2 separate regions of the Ovis aries genome follow, and region 1 is linked to region 2. The links are chromatin contacts, called in public Hi-C maps. All regions are on one chromosome and are shown on one strand. The core of a region is the stretch at or near the end of the contact, and the rest is flanking DNA. Distances in the headings are between cores, read along the strand shown. Region 1 overlaps DNAI1 (dynein axonemal intermediate chain 1). Region 2 holds the start of CNTFR (ciliary neurotrophic factor receptor).

Region 1 (4,852 bases), core at 1,478-3,977, 89 kb before region 2:
ATGTAAGTCCCCAAACATCAAAGTGTGGGACATTGGGAGAGAGGCTGGGGCTGTACCTGGGCCTATCCTTGACCATGGTGTGTGAGAGGATCATTTTCTACTGGGGCACCCTTGGTTGGAAAGAAGACTGAGAACTATTTCCCTTTTGTTGATATATTTTGTTGCCTTCTTTGAACAATCACCGGGTGCCCGCTCTGTGGCCGGCCCTGTGCTAGGCACTGTGCTTCCTGTTCCCTTAGAGCTGTGGGCTGGGGGAGACAGGCGAAAGGACACCGAGAGGCAACGCTGTGTGGCCCGTGTTTCAGCAGACCAGAGGCAGGGGTGGGGTGGAGGAGGAGGTGAACTCTGTCTGCTCAGCAACAAAGTGAAGGCCTCGTAGAGGAGGAGGAGCTTGATCTGGATCTAGAGTGAGTGGGAGTTTCCAGGAGGAGCAGAGCATTTTCGACACTTTGATGTAGAGAGTACGCGAACAGCTGGCTGGAGGTGACATGGTAGTGGCTTGGAGCCTTGGTTCAATCAGGAAGCGCCTGTGCCAGGGGAGCCACCAAGGGGTTTTTCAGGGCAGTGGGGAGCTGGTTTATTTGTTCTCCCTCTCACGGCTCTGCGGAATGTGGACTGGAGGAGGAAAGTCTGGAGGTAGGGAGACCAGCTGGGAGGGTGGTGTTGTAGTCTGGGTGGTGGCTGTTGGGGACTGAACCTAGACTGTGGCTATGGAGCTGGAGAGAAGTGAGTGGATTAAAAAGATAATCAGAAGGAAAATATGAGGAATGATGAAAAGAGGTCAGTGAAGGATTACCAAAATTTCTGGTATAGACAAGTAGAAAGATGGGTGCGGCTTCTGCCTAAGTTAAAGGAAATGAGAGGTAGAGAGAGTTTAGGGCAGGAGATGAATTTGAGTTCAGAGCACCCATGAGGGAGCCAGGCGGCTTCACTGTGGTGGGCTTGGCAGTGAATATGAAGATGGGGAAACCTGGAATTTTATCCTCAGGGACATAGCCACTTTAGTGTCATTTACCTCCAAAAACAACGATAACAGTAACAACAACATTACAGAGAGCTTACTCTGTGCCAGGTATTTTTCTAAGTACTTTACGTGTATTAGCAATGAATCCTCACAGTAGTCCTTTGAGGTAGGTATTCTTACGATTGCCACTCAGACACACAAAGAGGTTAATTGTTTTGGCCAAAGAGGTACAGACAGAAAACGGTAGTCCAGGGCTCACTCAGTTTGTGTGTATTTAAGATTTTAAGTACTATGAGGATGCGGCTGACGAGTATCGGGACCAGGAGGGTACCCTGCTGCCTCTCTGGAAGTTCCAAAATGACAAAGCGAAGCGCCTGGCCGTCACCGCCCTCTGCTGGTGAGTAGAAGCATTGCAGAAAACCTGGAGTGCCTGAGCACCTGCTGGGTACCAAGCCACAAGCAAGCAGCTCCTACCCAAGCTCAACCACCTTGAAGGTGACACATAGCATTATGGGAAAAAGTGAGACTGGGATTCTTATGGAACCGCCCTAGGTCTCTAAGGTCAACAGTGTCTGTCTGCAGTGCAGTTAAGGCACCAGCGTACATGGGAAGGCTTGTATCCATGGGCAAACCATGTCCATTTCCTAGGCTGATGGGTTCTTATTTCTTTTGCAGGAATCCAAAGTACAATGATCTGTTTGCAGTGGGACATGGCTCCTGTAAGTCATCCGGCTATTTGTTCATCTGCTTACTCAACCAACAAACACTAAGTACCTACTCAGTGCAGAACTCTTTGCCAGGTGTGAAAGATACAGAGATGACTAAGGTCTAGTCACACTGCTCACAGTCTAGGGGAGAAGCCCCACCATCACACTGGCAATTAGTGCTGCGTGAAGGAATATGCCAAAATGAGCCTCGAAGGAGTTATTACGGTGAAGAAAGAGGGGCAGAGGACTTCCGTCTGAGGCAGCAGCAAAGGTCTGGAGGCAGGAGAGATATGGGAGGAAATGAGGCTGTAGAGGGGGCGGGGCAGCCCCAAAGGGCCTAGTAAGCCATCCCAAGAAGCTTAGACCTTCTCTCAAAGGGAAACCACTGAAGGAATTTGAGAAGGGCAGGGACACCACCACTACAGGGAGGAACTGCAGGCAGGAAACTGGAGGCTAGAGACAGTTGGGAGGGAAGGCATCCCAAAGAGGGCAGGCTCTGAACCACCAGCGTGGAGTGAAGCTGGAGAAGTGGGCTTGAGAAGCATGAGAAGGTGGACTGGGCCAGACCTGGGAGGGCCTGGATGGTGGGATCTGCATGAAGAGAGTTTCCAGAGCAGCCCCTGGAGCAGGTGGCGGACAAGGGTTTGATGTTCATCACTGGCCCCTGCCCCCTTGGAGACCACTGCCTTATGGGATGTTCTCTCCCCGGCAGCTTCCCTCACCCCTCAGTGGGAGGCAGCACTGTGGGAACTGTGTGGCTTTCCTTCGTGTTTCCTGGGCCCTGCAGAAGCCCCTGCCTCCCCTCTGGCCTGGACATTCCCCCTTCCTAACAGGAGAGGGCCCCAGACTTCGTGCAAGCAGCAGCTCCCCGGGCTGACAGCGCGCTTTCTGGCTGAGAGAATGAGCTTCTGCAAACAGAAAAACCTTCCCATTCTCCAAGCTGCTGCTGGCTGGCAGGCGTACAAGCTCCCGGTCTCTGCCCCTCAGACCGCCTGCCCGCCCAGCCCATTCTTTGCCCGGGGTGGGGGAGGAAGGCGAGGGCCAAGAGGAGTGGGTGTTTGTCATTCCTCTCAGGGAGGAAACCCTTGGAGCTGCTCCCAGTCTCATGGTCTGGGCCGCCTCCGAGGATGCCCTAAATGCCCGCTTTGTGTCCCCACTCCCGAGGGTGGGCTGCTGCCAAGCAGGAGGCAGCCACCCCCTCTGGCAGGGAGCTAGCACATTCCTCCCCCTGCTGCAGCTACTGGGCCTGGACGTGGGCCGGGTGCTGAGCGGGCCTCCTAGGAGTGGGTGTGGACCCCTCTCTGGGGCTGCTCTCAGCCCAGGCTGTTTGCCCAGGACTGAGGTGGGGAGAGTGGGGAGGCTCCCCAGCAGGTGGGAGGAGAAACTGCTTCAGCTCTCCCGTCTCCTCCTTTCACCGAGTGGAGTGTCAGCTGGCTGGGGTCATATAGAGGTTGTCCTTGGGGCAGTGTTAGCCAGAGGCAGTGGCGCAGAGTGACACCCCCACCAGGAATTGATGGCCCCAATTCCAATGGGCCCAGTGGGCTCTTTTGAGCAGGTGTGCGCCCTGGAAGGGTCTCTTTGTCCTTTGTCGGCCACACCCACATGTCTGGGTAGCACTACTATCAGCTGCAGACCTTCTGGCTGGAGGGTCACTTCCCAGTGATGTGACCTGGAGCTGAAAGCTGCTCTGAGCCTTGGTTTTTCCTCTGGTGACCTGGAGAGGCTGACGCCTGGTACCCTCTATCATGTTATGAGACACACATGGAAGAAAAGCAGCAAATGTGCCCCTTGAGCTGTAGGAACCTTCTGCACAGAAAGGACGAATGTTGCTGATTTGTCTGTCTTTCTGTTTCCTAGCTTTCTGGCAGGGCTGCAGAGAGAGGGGCTTGTTGGGGACAGGGAGGAGTCAGATGAGGCCCCACCTCTTCTCTTAGACAGCTGGGCCCAGTAGAGGCAGTAGTATTATTCTCACTGGCACGGGAGCTGTTGGCCAGCTTTCCACTGGGCATCTATTCCTCACAGCCTTGCACATCTCAGTACCACCCTGTGGAGGCCTAAGCAGAGCCAGGCTGGACTGGGACTCAAAGGGCTCCTGCACTCACTCCTGAGGTTGCCCCAGGGAGCCCCATGCTGCAAATACCCGGGTGTCCCCTTGGAAGAAAGTGAGCAAAGCCAAGGCCAGGAAAAAGGCACCTTAATGCCCGCATGGTTTGCTGTGAGGAGCAGCTGCTCACCAACCTCAATTACCCTATCTTTGGAAATTCCCAGATGCCTGCCTCCCATCTTCAGGCTTTGCCTCATGTGAACAAACTCTGAAGTGAGAGTTTGGGTTTGTTGTTGGGCTTGACCCTGATGAGTTCAGCCCAGGACTCTTTTTGCCTGAGATACCCCAATGTTGACTCTCTAACCTGATCAAATAAGACTCGGGCAGGGGAAGGCAGGTACCTAGGAAGGACTGGGGCCGAGCCCGCATTTGGGCACAAGGCCAGTTGGCTGGAGCCAGGCTGGGAGCAAGCAGGTGGGGAAGAGAGCTTGGGCAATTGCCTGCAACAGCACAGAGCAGTCACACCTGCCTTCCCTCGTGGCTGCTGGGTACCAGGTGGTGGGCATGTCAGGCTGCATAGAGGGCTGAGACTGGGGCTCCCCCTGGGGCCAGGCTTTGTGTCGCAGCTGAGTGGAGAAAGGCTGTCAGCAGGTGAGAGCAGATGGCGGAACACTGGAGGGCAGAGGAAGGTAGTCTAGGAAGAGATGGCCCATGGGGCAAAGCTGGGGTGCAGTTGTGTTGGCCTGCTGCGCTGAGTGGGTGCTTCCCAGCTCATTAGGCCATTCACAGCAGGGAAATGGGGACTCCTTGCGATCTGTCAGGCAGGGATGATGGATCAGACCGTGTGTGTGTCCTGACTGGCTCTCACACAGGAGACAGGGAGGAAACCTTCCAGCGGGTCATGTCTTAGAAGGGTGGATGAGCCAGCTGACCTTCAGCCCAGCCTCGGAGGGACAGCACCCTCAAAAGTGGCCAAAGTCAGGCCCTGAGCCCCAGTATTACACCCATTCCCACTCTGTCCCACCGCCTCCTGGCCGGTCCCTCAGCCTGCCCAGGACAGGGATCCACTTGTAAGGGATTTAAATCTTCCCTGGTCATTTATTTGTCAGCTTCACTAATTAAGCAGTGTTAATTTCA
Region 2 (4,718 bases), core at 317-2,816:
CTAAGAACCAGCCCAGAGGATCTGTGTGGATTTTGGCAGTGGAACAGGTATGCAGAATCTATGGAGACACAGTCCCCTCCACCTACCAAGCTCTGGCTAGCCATACAGCCATAGAAACATCTAATTGTTCAAGCTCCATCATCCCCATACATGCATTGGTACACAATCATACCCAGAGTTAGACACACAAAAATGCACTCAGTGTTTCAGACCCCCCAACAAACAGCAATTACAGATGCACAAACACACCCAGCATTTCATACACCCACCACCTCCGTGATTACAGCCACAGGAATACCCCCAGTGACACAGACACAATTACATTAAGTACTACAGGCAAAGCAAATAGCGTTACAGACACACTTCTCCAGCGGCATGCACACACACACCCAGTGTTGCAGACACAACACTGCCAGCCACACAGACACTTCTCAAAAGAGAGAGACTAGACGGAAAGAGAAAGAAAATCCTGAATTTTCAACAAGGCGTGAAATAGTCCTGCCTGCCTGAAGCTACTGACGGGGGGAGGGGGCCAAGGGAGCGGGCGAGCGCGAGATCTAGCGCTGGAAGAGAGGCTTGGGAGAGGAGAGGCTCGGAGCCGAGGAGGAGAGCTGTCCGTCTGGTGACCTCCCCGCAGCCCAGCCCCCACGCACCGGGTGCTACACTACTCCGAGCAGCACAGGGACACCCAGGCTGGCTCCAGCAGAGCCGCACTAGGGGAAGACACACACCGGCAGACTCACAAAGAGGCGGGGATACACCGCAGGCGGACTCACACGGACACACAACACGGGAGCACTTACAAAGAGATTCTGGAGGAGACCCACTAAACGGAGATACATCCAGGCGGACTCACGAGGAAACCACAGGCAGGCTCGCGCCGACACACACACACACACACACAAGCGGATTCTCATGGACACCCATATACTGGCGGACGCGCAACCTTCCGTTCACACCCCTGGGCGCTTTCAAGTCCAGATTTCTGCTGGAGAAGGAAGCCGCCTCTGGGCGCGCGGGGGTCACTACGACCCCCCAGCTCCGGAATTTTCCCAGACCCTGCGCGCGACGTTGAGAGGTCAGGGAGAACCCGGTGCTAGGGCAATCGATCCCTGCCACCTCCCGCCGGCCGACTGTCCGCCCCACCACCACCACGCCCAACCCCCGGCGCGCCCGGACGTGGGGGGCTGCTTCTTCTGCGCCCCCGCCCCCGAGTTTACGGGCAAAGTTTCCCGTGAACTTTCTTGTCCCCCCCACCCCAGTCTCGGGCCCATGCACATCCCCTCCCTCTTCCCGCGCGCACGAGGGCCGCGGATCTGTCGGTCAACCTGAGGGTTTGAGGGTCCGGCCGCGCGCACTCCGCGCGAGGTACTCACCGCGCTCTCGGGCCGCCGGGGCTCCGCACCTAGCTCTTCGACCGCCTCCGGCAGGGAGAGAGGCAGGGAGCGCGGAGCTAGCACCGCCGCCGGATCCCGCCGCCGAGCCCCGCGCTGCGCCGGCTGGAGCCGCCGCCTCCGCTGCCGCCGCCGCCCGCTCTGCACCGGCTCCTCGGCGCTCGGCGGCTTTAACCCCCCCCATCCTCCTCCCTCCCTCGCGCGCTCCCTCCCTCCTTCCTTCGCCCATGTGACCGCGGGCGCCCGCCCGGCCGCGCGCGCCCTCGCTCCCCTCCCCCTCCCTCCTTGTCTCCCCGCGCCTCTGCGGCCGCGCGCCGCGACCCCCTCCCGACCACGGCCCCCGCGCGCCCCCGCCGTGGCACGCTCCCGCTCCTGGCACGCGCGGGCACAGTCATCCTGCGCAGGCCTGTGAGACCCCACTCCCCCTCACTCAGGCTGGCTCCCGCCCTCCCCCCGCGGGCACACTCGCCCGCACTGGCACGCGTGGCCCCCTCGCCTTCACCGTCTCTCGGGAACGCCCTCCAGACGGCTGTAGTCCCCGTGCTTCACGCGCAGCCGGGACCGCGGGTCTCAGAAACGCGCGCACACCCACACCCACACCCACTCGGCCGGATTCCCCAGGGCCGCTGGGAGCGCATCCAATCCCCCAGGGTCGCTCATTCACACTCCCTCGTTCGCTCAGCCTTGGCCAGGTCTCCGCGACGCACACTCCCGCAAGTTCGAGCCCTTAGTGCCTCGCACGGACACCCTGGCACACCCGGGGCCAACTCTCAGGGTCCTCCCGCCAGCATCTCCGTGAGAAGAGCTGGAGCAGGAGCCCCCAGGCCCTACTTTGGGCCGGAGAGGCCAGCCGCCTCCGCCCCTCCCAGATCTCCTACCGCCCCCAGCAACGACGCCCCCTCTCCCAGTCTTAGACACGTACACCCCTCACATCGAAGGAAGGGGGACTGTTTGCTCGCACGACCCGAAGTGGACCAGGCTGAAAACCCAGGCCCTCCCCTCCCATCAAATTTCCGGTGATACACCACAACTACCCCTTTCCCCTCTCCTTCACCATCACCTAACTCATCCCCGGACACACAGCCTGGGATTGACCGCCACTGGGATGCGGGATGTAGGGAGTGCGCCCTTTTTGCCCGGGTCGGCAGTGCCAGAGCGCGAGTGCCAGAGTTGGGCGCTGGAGGTTCACCCCTCGAGCTTCCCTTTCGCAGCCTGGGCCTCTGGCGGGCTGGTGTGCTCACTTCCCGCGCCCCGGGGCCTAGGGGTCTGGCTATTACAGGGAGGCATTCAGGTTAGACAACCGGACTACTTCTGAGGCCACAGGAGAGCGCCACAGAAAGGGTGAATGCCAGGGGGCGGAGAACGAGTGGCCCACCCCCATCCCCACCCCTTGGATTTTTCATCTGACCTTTGACCCATAATCCCAGCTGCCTGGCCCCTCCGGGGAGCTGTGCGAGGTTTGCGGGCGGGGAAGAGGGGGAAGGAAGTATCTCGCTACTTCCTCACACCCTTTCCTAGTAGGCTGCCCAGAGCGCCCGGGCCCTTTTCCCAACAAATGCCTCAGGGACTCCCATTGCAGAGGAAAAAACCTTCCTGCTACTGCTCGGGCTTTTCACTTTTACTTCCGTGGCCGCAGGATCCCATCAGTGCAACCAGCAGGGGTCAGCCGGGGCTGGGGCTCAGAGAGGGCCAGCTGGGGCTTAGGGACACACGGAGAAATAGTGACTTCCAGCCGAAATCAGCTCACGCCCACCCACAGTAGGTGTCTTCTATCTGGCCTCTCTGGATAAGGAGCCTTCAAGTACCCACGTCGCGGGCGGAGACAGGGTGGTGGGCACCGGGAAGGAGTGGAAATGGTGCGACAGAATCTGGGGGTGAGGGAGGCGGCGGTGGGGGGGGGGTGTCAGGAATTGCCTCTCCTTCTGTGCCGAAACTAGGCCTGGGAGAGGTTGGATGCTGAGGCGGGGGGCGCCCCTCCCCTCGAGGCGCAGTCTGGCGTCGAGATCTGAGGGGTTCTTGGTGGGCTGACTTGACCTCCAGACCTTCCCGTGTCCTGGACTCAGCAGCTTTCTGCCAGGTTGAGATCGGAGGGGAGATCCGCCCCTGACCAACGTGCCCTCCCCACCTGGGGGCCCTGGGGTGCCATAGGTCGTGCCCAAGCCCGCGGGTGCTGTTAACCGGGCGGGGTAACCGGGGTCCGGCAGCCAGGTAAATCGCTGTTTCCGAGGATTAGCGAGGACCAGAGGCGCACGTCGAAACGGATTCCACCGTCGGTCTATCTGCAGCTTCTCGCGACGCAGTACCCAGCGGCCGCGCCCGCTTCCCCAGGGCCGCAGCGACACCTGGCGAGCAGTGCGGGAGGCGCGTTCCCGCTCAAGCCGCAGCTCCGGCAAAGAGGCAGCAGCGTCCTCCTAAACGAGCAACGAGGGTGCGGCCCCTGTCTCCCACCTGCCCCTGCCACCTGGTCCAGAAGAGATTCGCCTTGCGTCTCGGCTGGGGCAACAGATTACTCGTGCTTTTCTGCTCCTGCTGGCTCCAGTGCCCTGTCTGCAAACGAGCTTCTGAGCTTTCTAAGCCTCCGTGTTGAACCCTCCTTTACCATATCTCCCTGGCGGCAAAGCCGAGCCTCGTCGGTGGCTCTTCGAATCCCTTGCAGGAGCTGGACCTGTCTCCTCTCCGGCTTTAATAGGCGTCCCTATCCCTGGTAGCCCCAGCTCTACATCATTCCCCTTCTCTTTCATGCCCACTTATCCTTAAGCCACATCCCACTTTGCTGACCCCCTCCCCCAACCCCACGCCATCTTCACCATCTGCCTCTCCTATGGGTCAGCAGGGAATAACGTCCCCAGTTCAGAGCCCTAGTGCTCTGCAAGAGACGGGGATTACAGATTTGAGCATTCTGGAAGGCCTTGGGAAATTGGAGGTGGGGGTTCTCCCTGACTCTGTAAAACTCCTCAGAGTTTTATGGCTACCATGAAAAACTTTTGGCTCCACCCTCCTCCATCCTGACCTACACTTGGACCACCTCCCATCCACCCCCCTTTCCCTGGAGATAGCTGTGCCATGCCAAGCCTTTGGGTGGCAAGGACCCTTTCCGATTCCTTTGTCCTCAAGGAAAGAGAGCCCCCACCCCATCTACATTTTCCAGTGCTCCTTCAGGAAATGGTGCTTATTTCTAACCTGTTATACCATCAGAAAGGTCCACCTTGGGGCACATACCTGGCTACCCAAAATCACAAATACACACCCAGACTGCCTTACCTCCAAATGCTGGGCACACCTTATTTAAAATCACATGTCCGTGCATGCTAAGTCACTCTGTCG

Evidence for each region. A called contact is a pair of places that touch in the nucleus more often than the background predicts.
Region 1: a Hi-C map of hypothalamus shows a contact between it and region 2, with 5 times the contacts expected there. The contact joins the enhancer-like site here to the promoter of CNTFR in region 2. A contact is called at or near these places in 8 of 16 Hi-C or Micro-C datasets (blood, hypothalamus, liver and 4 more).

The regions. Positions count from the first base shown.
Region 1 is chr2:37,062,731-37,067,582 of ARS-UI_Ramb_v3.0, reverse strand. DNAI1 (dynein axonemal intermediate chain 1) reads left to right here. Exons shown (of 19, transcript XM_042243087.2): 10 at 1,244-1,361; 11 at 1,640-1,683. Among named protein-coding and RNA genes, the nearest start is that of ENHO, 26 kb to the right of the region's middle. Within about 2 kb of position 2,727, at least 15 of the 54 cell types and tissues checked have an H3K27ac peak or open chromatin away from gene starts, as enhancers often do. A contact at or near this core is called in hypothalamus, where this site is marked.
Region 2 is chr2:36,972,923-36,977,640 of ARS-UI_Ramb_v3.0, reverse strand. It overlaps CNTFR (ciliary neurotrophic factor receptor), which reads right to left and starts at 1,566. Exons shown (of 13, transcript XM_060410884.1): 1 at 1,377-1,566.